Regions from separate parts of the Sus scrofa genome. Here regions 1 and 3 are each linked to region 2. The links are chromatin contacts, called in public Hi-C maps. All regions are on one chromosome and are shown on one strand. The core of a region is the stretch at or near the end of the contact, and the rest is flanking DNA. Distances in the headings are between cores, read along the strand shown. Region 1 overlaps PAG1 (phosphoprotein associated with glycosphingolipid-enriched microdomains 1). Region 2 has its middle 51 kb from the start of PAG1. Region 3 has its middle 47 kb from the start of FABP5.

Region 1 (2,787 bases), core at 121-2,620, 110 kb after region 2:
TTTTAACCTGCCGAGCCACAAGAGGCACTCCCTAGATACTCATTTCTATGTTAGTTGTTTAGCCTCTTACGAAACAAAACAGTGTGGCAGAGGCACAGAGAAGTCCAGCTTCTGATGGCAGGTGAGGGTGATGAGATGCATGATGAGGTATGACTCCCCCAGGGGTGGGAGCTTGTCAAACCATGCAAGGTGGCTTGGGTTTTAGCCCAAGAGCTGTGGAGAACTATTAAGTATGGTGCCCTCATGCTCTTTTCCATACACTAGTCACAGCCTGTACATTTATTATTACTTGTGTCTCTGTATATATTGGTGACTTGGTCTCCTGAATGGGGCCTCTTCATCTTTGCTTTTGTATATAGTGCAGAGGTTTATGAGTAAGTGTTTATTAGACTTAGCGGCATCTCAAAAAGAGTTATTTCTCCCCTTTGGAACGGGTGCTTTTCCCAGACACTTGTTTCTGATGCAGTGGTTGAGAGCTTGAAATGCATCTTCCTGGTTTCATAAATGATGGGTTTTCAGGCTGGTGTGGAAACTTTCCAGAACCCATCCGGCTTGCTGAGCTGTAATGCTTAGAAGTTCAGAATGGGGAATTTCCTAGCAAAGGGCAAAGAGGAGAGAATTTCCATTGCCTTTGTTGAAAGCAGACTCTTGGTAAATGTGAACTCTCCCCTTTTGCTCTTAACCTGTGACTCTCCCTCACCTTCTGCTGCACCTTTCTCTCACAGGTCCCAGCAGGAGGCTCTTAGACCACATGGCCAGGGGCCTTGTGAGGTGGGATGGGGGCTGGGGCTCTTGTCTTGCTGGCGTCTTGAGAGTCCGGCGTGTCTGATGTGTCTGGCGTGGCAGGTCATGGAGGGACCACCCACCCTGCTTGTTGTCAGCTTACTATTTCCCTTTGGTCTTTCTAGCAGTGCTTGGCATTTCATTTCTTTCTAAGAAATAGCTTTCTTTTCTCTTTTAAACTCTTGCCCTAAAGAGGGGGAAAAAAAAAAGCTGCCTTGGTTTAACCTCAGTGGATATTTTTTCTGAGACTTTAGTTTGGGGGTCATTCTTTCCCTCCCAATGTTTTTACTTCTACTTAGCGTATTTTAAGATGTCTTCTTAGATCCACAGTCTACAAAAACAGAGTATTCGATATGAGATTACATTCCTCAAACTTGAATCACACATCCTCTTAGAGGAAGTGATCTTTGTGATACAGTTTTATCTTAACCATAGGAAACCATGCTCACAAAAATTTAGCATGTTTCAAGATGAAGATATAAAATAACTTGGCTAAATCCAGTATAACAAGTATTACACAATTCTGCAGAGTTTTATTCCAGCCGTCTTTGTTCTGCTAAGACTGTCATCTTCTTGGGCATGCAACTGTTTTTGGTTTTGTTTTAATCTGTACATGCACCTTGCATGCTGGAAGGGTCCATGTTTGTGTTGTGTGGTGCTGGCTCCTAGTTAACCATCAGTGTCTATGAGAGGAGGTGGGATGAAGCAATGAGTGAAAAAAAACAAAGCATGGATGTAATTATTAATCATTGAAAGTACATGTGGTTAATGCCATCCATTTTACTTTCTTTCATGTATAAAATTAGGGATAATCTATAGGTCTCTGAACATTTGAAGAACTAGTTTTAACTTCTGTTTTCTGACATAATTTTTATAGTGCCAAAGGTTAATTAAATACTTATTTCTCAGTTTCTTTATTGCTCAGAACTTTTAATAAGTAAGTGAAAAGATCATCATGTTACCCTTAGTTACTGCAATTTTAATCCAGTTCAGAGTTTTGAAATTGTTTCCTGTTGTGTTTCCTTTCCAGAAAACACGAAGTCATTCTCTTATTTCGACAGCTGAGTGCAACTTCGGAACAGGGAGAGAGTGACTGCCAGGTACTCATTTATCTGGTTTATTCGCCATTGTCTATCCATGCTTGCCTTTAGTTGAGCCTCGTACGGTTCATCAGGGTATATCTGGGGACTCTGAGTTGTAGGACTGCAGACCCACAGTTTGGAAGCTGAATAATCTCAAGAGTATTAGCTAATCCAGTTTGGAATTTAGCACCATGGGGTTTCTGCCATGGCAACCAAGACACCACCCACCAGTCATGATTCCTACAACATGCTGCTTCCCTTTGGTCAGTGATAGACGCAAGCCTGAGTCTACCCGGTAATGTCTATGTGAAATTAGGCCAAATGCTTACCCTCTCCTCAGCTCTTTCTTCATTTTTGAGATAGAGACTGTAATTGGATAGCCTGATGGAGTTCCAGTTCTGAACAGTGCTCCCTGCCACCACTGCCGCCGCCACCACCACCACCACCACCACCACCACCACCAAAAAAATATACATGAGGCTGCATGTTATTATTATCATTATTAGTGGTAGTAGGAATTTCATGTAGTGCTGATAAGAAAATTATGTAACCAAAAAAAAAAGAAAAAAAAAAAAAGTTAGGAGTTCCCGTCGTGGCACAGGGGAAACGAATCTGACTAGGAACCATGAGGTTGTGAGCTCGATCCCTGGCCTTGCTCAGTGGGTTAAGGATCCGGCGTTGCCGTGAGCTGTGGTGTAGGTCGCAGTCGAGGCTGGGATCCCGAGTTGCTGTGGCTGTGCTGTAGGCCGTCAGCAACACCTCCGATTAGACCCCTAGCCTGGGAACCTCCATATGCCGAGGGTGCGGCCCTAAAAAGACAAAAGACTAAATAAATAAATAGATAAAATTATGTAACAATTCTTTAATGATCTTAGGTCATCTTTGAACAGAGCCAAAACCAAAAAGGAAGAAAAAAAAATCA
Region 2 (2,700 bases), core at 127-2,626:
TGGGGAAATTGTTAATGAATCATTACATAGAATAATTAGATTTTTGTAAGATCTAAGCAAATGCATTAGCAAAAACAATTATGCACTGATACAATGAAAAACCACTCTCAGGGAAAAGCCATTAGTGTAATAAAAGGGACATTTTGCAGAGACTCCTCCTGTACTTTCTTAGACTCAATCAGAAACAGCTGCTGCCATCTGCCAGGGAGAGCCCTTGGCAGAGATTTTGACCAATGTCTGCCAAAGCCTCCTGTGTCGAAAACGTCTACTCGCAAATTCTCAGTGACCGAAGATCTTTGAGAAGTAGCAAATGAATACCCAGTGAGACAGGCTTAAAGGATTGTAGAAAGAAAAAATAAAATGAGAATGAAAAGTATATTCATGAGAAAATGTTTGTGGCTTCTGATTCTATCTCTGAATCTTTTAGGTGTGTGCTTTTGCCCACAGTGGATTCATTGCTCCAATTTATTGCATCATACCGTGACTACTTTTTAATGTTCCTTCAAATTCTTCAAGTGCTAAGGCTAAGAGATTGTCATTGTGCTATCCTTAGGACCTGGCATGGAGCTGGAGTACTGCTATCCTTAGGACCTGGCATGGAGCTGGAGTACTCAGTACAGAAGGAATAAGGAGTTCCGTTATGGCTGAGCGGTTAACAAGCCCAACTGGCATCCATGAGGATGTGGGTTGGATCCCTGGCCTTGCTTAATGGGTCAGGGATCCAGCGTTGCCATGAGCTGTAGTGTAGGTCACAGACACAGTGGCTGTGGTATAGGCCAGCGCTACAGCTCTGATTCGATCCCTAGCCTGGGAACCTCCATATGCCACAGGTGCAGCCCTGAAAGAGACAAAAAGACAAAAAAAAAAAAGAAGGAATGAATGAAAACGCCATTTGGTCTAGCTCACCATGACTGGTGTAACAGCCCTAACATCTGTTAAGAACTTAAAATATCGAAGTGTTGAAGAGCTGTAAGTACTTCAGAACCGCTGAACCTTCCTATCAGGGCTTAGCCTTCCTAGAATAGATACAGTCTCAGGCAGCAGGAAATGAGGCAACAGGCTTAGACATTAAGTGCTCAGAGCCATGTGACCCGGACCAAATCCACACCCCCAAAGAAAAGAAGTTAGGCAATCTTCCAGATCATTGAAACAGAAAAAGATGTCTGCAGGAATTGCCAGATAACACAGGCAAAGTGTTCTTTTTTTTTTCCCCCAGCTCAAATTAATAGTATAATTGCCTCAATTCTCCATGTGTCTATTCATATTCAGACATAGCTTCAGATAAAATACTTTGAGGCAGAGAGTCCTAGGGGAATAAGAGAGAAGGAACCCAGAGACAAAAGGAGGAACTTTCAAAACCAGCTCAACTGTGTCACAGAGCAGCCTGAGTGCATCCAGGTGGCCATCTGGAAATTACGAAGTGAAACTGGATGGACACAAATGATTAGGAAATGCTGATTTGAATTTTAGAAATAAGAATGCTAGCTCTTTTCACACTGGGAAGCACTTGATTTGACTAGAATGTATCATTATTGCAAAAGCAAATCCTTGTATCAATTGTTTCTGTTTCATTCTTGTAGATGTTGATTGCCACGAGGCTTTTCTGTCAGCATCCAATCCAAAGGGCTTAAAAGAAACAGAGGTAAAGACAAAATGGTTTGTAAAACGAAACAAATAAGAATACTCGCTCCCAGGAAATGATTTTGAATAAAAATCAAATTCAGGACAGTAGAATCTCACATCAATGTTATCTTGCAAGTCTTGACTCTGAGATCCTGCTAGAGATGAAATAGTAGATGAACAAGTGCTTTCCTGGAGCTTCCATTATCCATCTGTTATATTTCATCCAAGACAATTCACCCTCGATTGCCCTGGTTGTGTTTATAGCCACCACAAACTTCAGATTATGACTGATCACAGCAGAGTTCTAAAATCTGACAGAAAATTAAGCAGGCACCATATAAATTAAAATGAAATGATCTGTGAGAAAGCTTTGTCAACCACAGCACACCATGCAAATCTGAGTTATTATGGCCAGAGAAGTCTCATTGGAGTATTTTTATTTTTTTTCTCTTAATAAAATGATGTGACTAATCACAAGGACAAAAATCTCATTAAATCTTTGAACCTGATTTTCCTTTTTAATTATTGGAAGCTTATCTATTTTCTGCCAGTAGATTTCTTTCCTAAAACTAGATCTTTCCCTGCTGTGACTGGATTTCACAGAGACCGCTGAGCTGGGTCACTTCTGGAACCATCTGAGTCAAAGGAATATGGCATTTGTCCACCTGCATTAAAGGATCACCATGGAGACCATGGAACGGGAAAAAGGAGTGAGAAAAAAGTAAATCAAGATTAGCGTGGATTCCTAAACCCAGAAAGTTAAAGTTATAGCTTAGGATCCCCTTACTTATGTGGGATTCTATTCCTGGGCTTTTAAAGGAATTCACAGACTTACTTTGAATCAGGTTCTGGGCACAAAATGAAATGATTTTATTAAGCTAAATGACCTACAAAGTAATTTTTTTTTCCTGAAGACTGAGTCTTTTCTTTTTCAGACCCGATAGTTTTAAAATGATTCATAAAGTTGACATAAATGTTAAACAAAATACATAAATGGTCATGCATTTAAAAAACAGGCTTCAGGAGTTCCCGTTATAGCTCAGTGCTATGAAACTGACTAGTATGCATGAGGACACA
Region 3 (2,700 bases), core at 134-2,633, 70 kb before region 2:
GAGCCTCATGAAAATCACAGGAAGTAGGTCCTTATCCCCATTCTGCAGATGGATAGACTGAGTCACAGAAATATTAAATAATTTTCCCAAGTCACACAGATAGTAGGTAGGAATGAAAAGACATGAAGGCCAAAACTAATCACATGACTCATTAAATTAAAAGTAATTCTCAGGACTAGAACAGACTAGACCGCAGAATGCCCTCTGATGTAGTTCAACAAGGTGGCCACTAGATGGCAGAACTGGCCCACCTTGGATAGAGTTTGGACTGGGTGCGGTCCAATCTTGGAAACCTTTATGGGGTTTAAGCAATGATTAGAAACAGCTGATTCTCTCCAAATTAAGCAAAGATAGGGCTAATATGCATGCCTATATAGTTACACTTTAACAGGAAAAATTTCATTTTTCAAAATCAAGAACCACAATCTTTGATAATTTCCCACATATTTAGAAATGTGTAATCTACAACATAAAACTAAAGAGGAGTTCCTATGGTGGCTCAGAGGTAACAAATCCAACTAGTACCATGAGGCTGTGGGTTCAATCTCTGGCTTCTCTCAGTGGGTTAAGGATCCGGTGTTGCCGTGAGCTGTGGCATAGGCCGCAGATGAGGCTTGATCCCGCCTTGCTGTGGATGTGGCTCCAATTCGACCCCTAGCTTGGGAATTTCCGTATGCCGTGGGTGTGGCCCTAAAAAGCCAAAAAATAAAAAACAATTAAAAAATACATAAATAAAAAGGTTATGTCTTCTCATTTCTTCCTTCACAGAGGAGGGGGTACTAGGCGCCTGGCCTTTTTAAATGAGGCTCTTTCTGGTTTCAATCACCATGTCTTTGTCCGCTACAGTAAAAAATGAGAGTGCTACACCTCGTTTTAGGGAATGAAGACTCGCCAGGGCCTGACTTAGGCACCATATTTGTACCCTGGGTTGACTTGTACCTATTCCTCCACCCTGGGAAATTTGCAACTGTTTAACTCAGGTGAATCAGGTACAAATATTTAACAGGGATTATGCAAGAGAAACATCATCCAGGAAATCAGTTTAACAGGCAGAACCTAATGCTATCATTTGTCATCTGTTTTTCAGGTTGAAGTCAAAACTCAAGAGACCTTTGCTCAAAGAGCTAAAATTGTCCTATCTATTAATGGCATGGACTCTCAGGAAGTTCACTCATAGAAGTACCCAGCTTCTAGTGGGAATAGATCAACATGACATTCCTCCAAACCTTGAGATAAAATACAGGCTCCACCCAAATCACCATATCCTGGGGCTTCTGTGAAATGATAGGCCCAAGAGAGGGACCTTCTAAACATGGAAGGGACACATGAGGCCAAGGCGCATCAAGTTCAGATGACACTGAACCCACACAAACCTTGACCCCCTAGTTCCTGTTTCCTAGAAAGAGCATGATCCTGGGGCAATTCAGCCTCTCCCAGAACCCCTGCACAGCCCCAGTCCTGTTTAAAAGAAAAAAGAAAAAATCCTAGTCAGAAAACACGTCACTGAAGAACACAAAGAAGAATTTGTAATTCCAAAACGTGAAATGAGAGGAGGCATTCAAAGCCATGTCCAGTGAAAGAGAAAGTGTCTCCCATTGTACTTTTGCTAGAACAGGCCCTGGAGGCTTTTCTCATAAATGAGAACAAAATTCTTCCTCCTTCTTCAAAAAGAAGAAACACGAATATCTTTGTATCAGATTCCTGAGTATTTATAGAGATGCATTTTTAATATATCTTTATTTAATCAGCTTTATTGAGGTATGATTAACAGAATATAAAAAGTACTGATTTTAAGGTTACACTTTGTTGAGTTTTAGCAAACACATACTATCCACAACCACTATTGTGAACATTTCTCATGACTCCCCAAATTGAGCATTCTTCTATGCACACAACTCCTTCCTCCCATCCCTCTCCCAGGTCCTCAGTTCCTCAAACACTTTACTTTCCATCACTCAAGTTTTTCTTTTTCCATAATATCGTAAGATGAAATCGTATCACATATGGTCTTTTCTTGCCTGGCTTCTTTCACTCAGTGTAATGTTTTTAAGATGCATCCATGATATTGAAAGTATCAATGAAGGGCTTTTTTAATTAAAACATAGCTGATTTACAATATTGTGTTAGTTTCAGGTGTACAGCACAGTGATTCAGTATTTTTGCAGATTATATTCCACTAGAGGTTATTACAAGATAATGGGTAAAGGGAGTTCCTATTGTGGCTCAACGGGTTACAAACCTGACTAGCATCCACAAGGATGCAAGTTCCACCCCGGCTTCACTCAAGGATCCGGCGTTGCCTTGAGCTGTGGTGTAGGTCGAAGACATGATTCGGATCCCGAGGTGCTATGGCTGTGGTTAGGCTGGCAGCTGCAGCTCTGATTCAACGCCCAGCCAGGGAATTTCCATATGCCCTGAAAAGCCAAAAAGAAAACAAAACCAAGATAATGGGTATAATTCCCCGTGCTAAGTAAAGCTTTCTTTCGTATCCCTTTAATGCATGAGTTTATATCTGTTAATCTGGAGTTCCTGTCATGCTCAGAGAAAATGAATCTGACTGGCATCCATGAGGGCACAGGTGTGATCCTTAGCCTCACTCAGTGGGTTAAGAATCTAGCATTGCCACGAGCTATAGGTCGCAGTCGTGGCTTGGATCCCGAGTTCCTGTGGCTATGGTGTAGGCCAGCAGCTACAGCTCAG

Evidence for each region. Hi-C and Micro-C count contacts between places; a contact is called where the count stands out from the background.
Region 1: a Hi-C map of embryonic fibroblasts shows a contact between it and region 2, with 2.3 times the contacts expected there. A contact is called at or near these places in 2 of 47 Hi-C or Micro-C datasets (embryonic fibroblasts and heart right ventricle) and 1 of 2 datasets of targeted methods (alveolar macrophages).
Region 3: a Hi-C map of alveolar macrophages shows a contact between it and region 2, with 2.8 times the contacts expected there. A contact is called at or near these places in 5 of 47 Hi-C or Micro-C datasets (adipocytes, alveolar macrophages, embryonic fibroblasts and 2 more) and 1 of 2 datasets of targeted methods (alveolar macrophages).

The regions. Positions count from the first base shown.
Region 1 is chr4:55,504,256-55,507,042 of Sscrofa11.1, forward strand. PAG1 (phosphoprotein associated with glycosphingolipid-enriched microdomains 1) reads left to right here. Exons shown (of 9, transcript XM_021089173.1): 2 at 1,814-1,883. Among named protein-coding and RNA genes, the nearest start is that of PAG1, 55 kb to the left of the region's middle.
Region 2 is chr4:55,398,460-55,401,159 of Sscrofa11.1, forward strand. No RefSeq gene overlaps it. Among named protein-coding and RNA genes, the nearest start is that of PAG1, 51 kb to the right of the region's middle.
Region 3 is chr4:55,327,953-55,330,652 of Sscrofa11.1, forward strand. No RefSeq gene overlaps it. Among named protein-coding and RNA genes, the nearest start is that of FABP5, 47 kb to the left of the region's middle.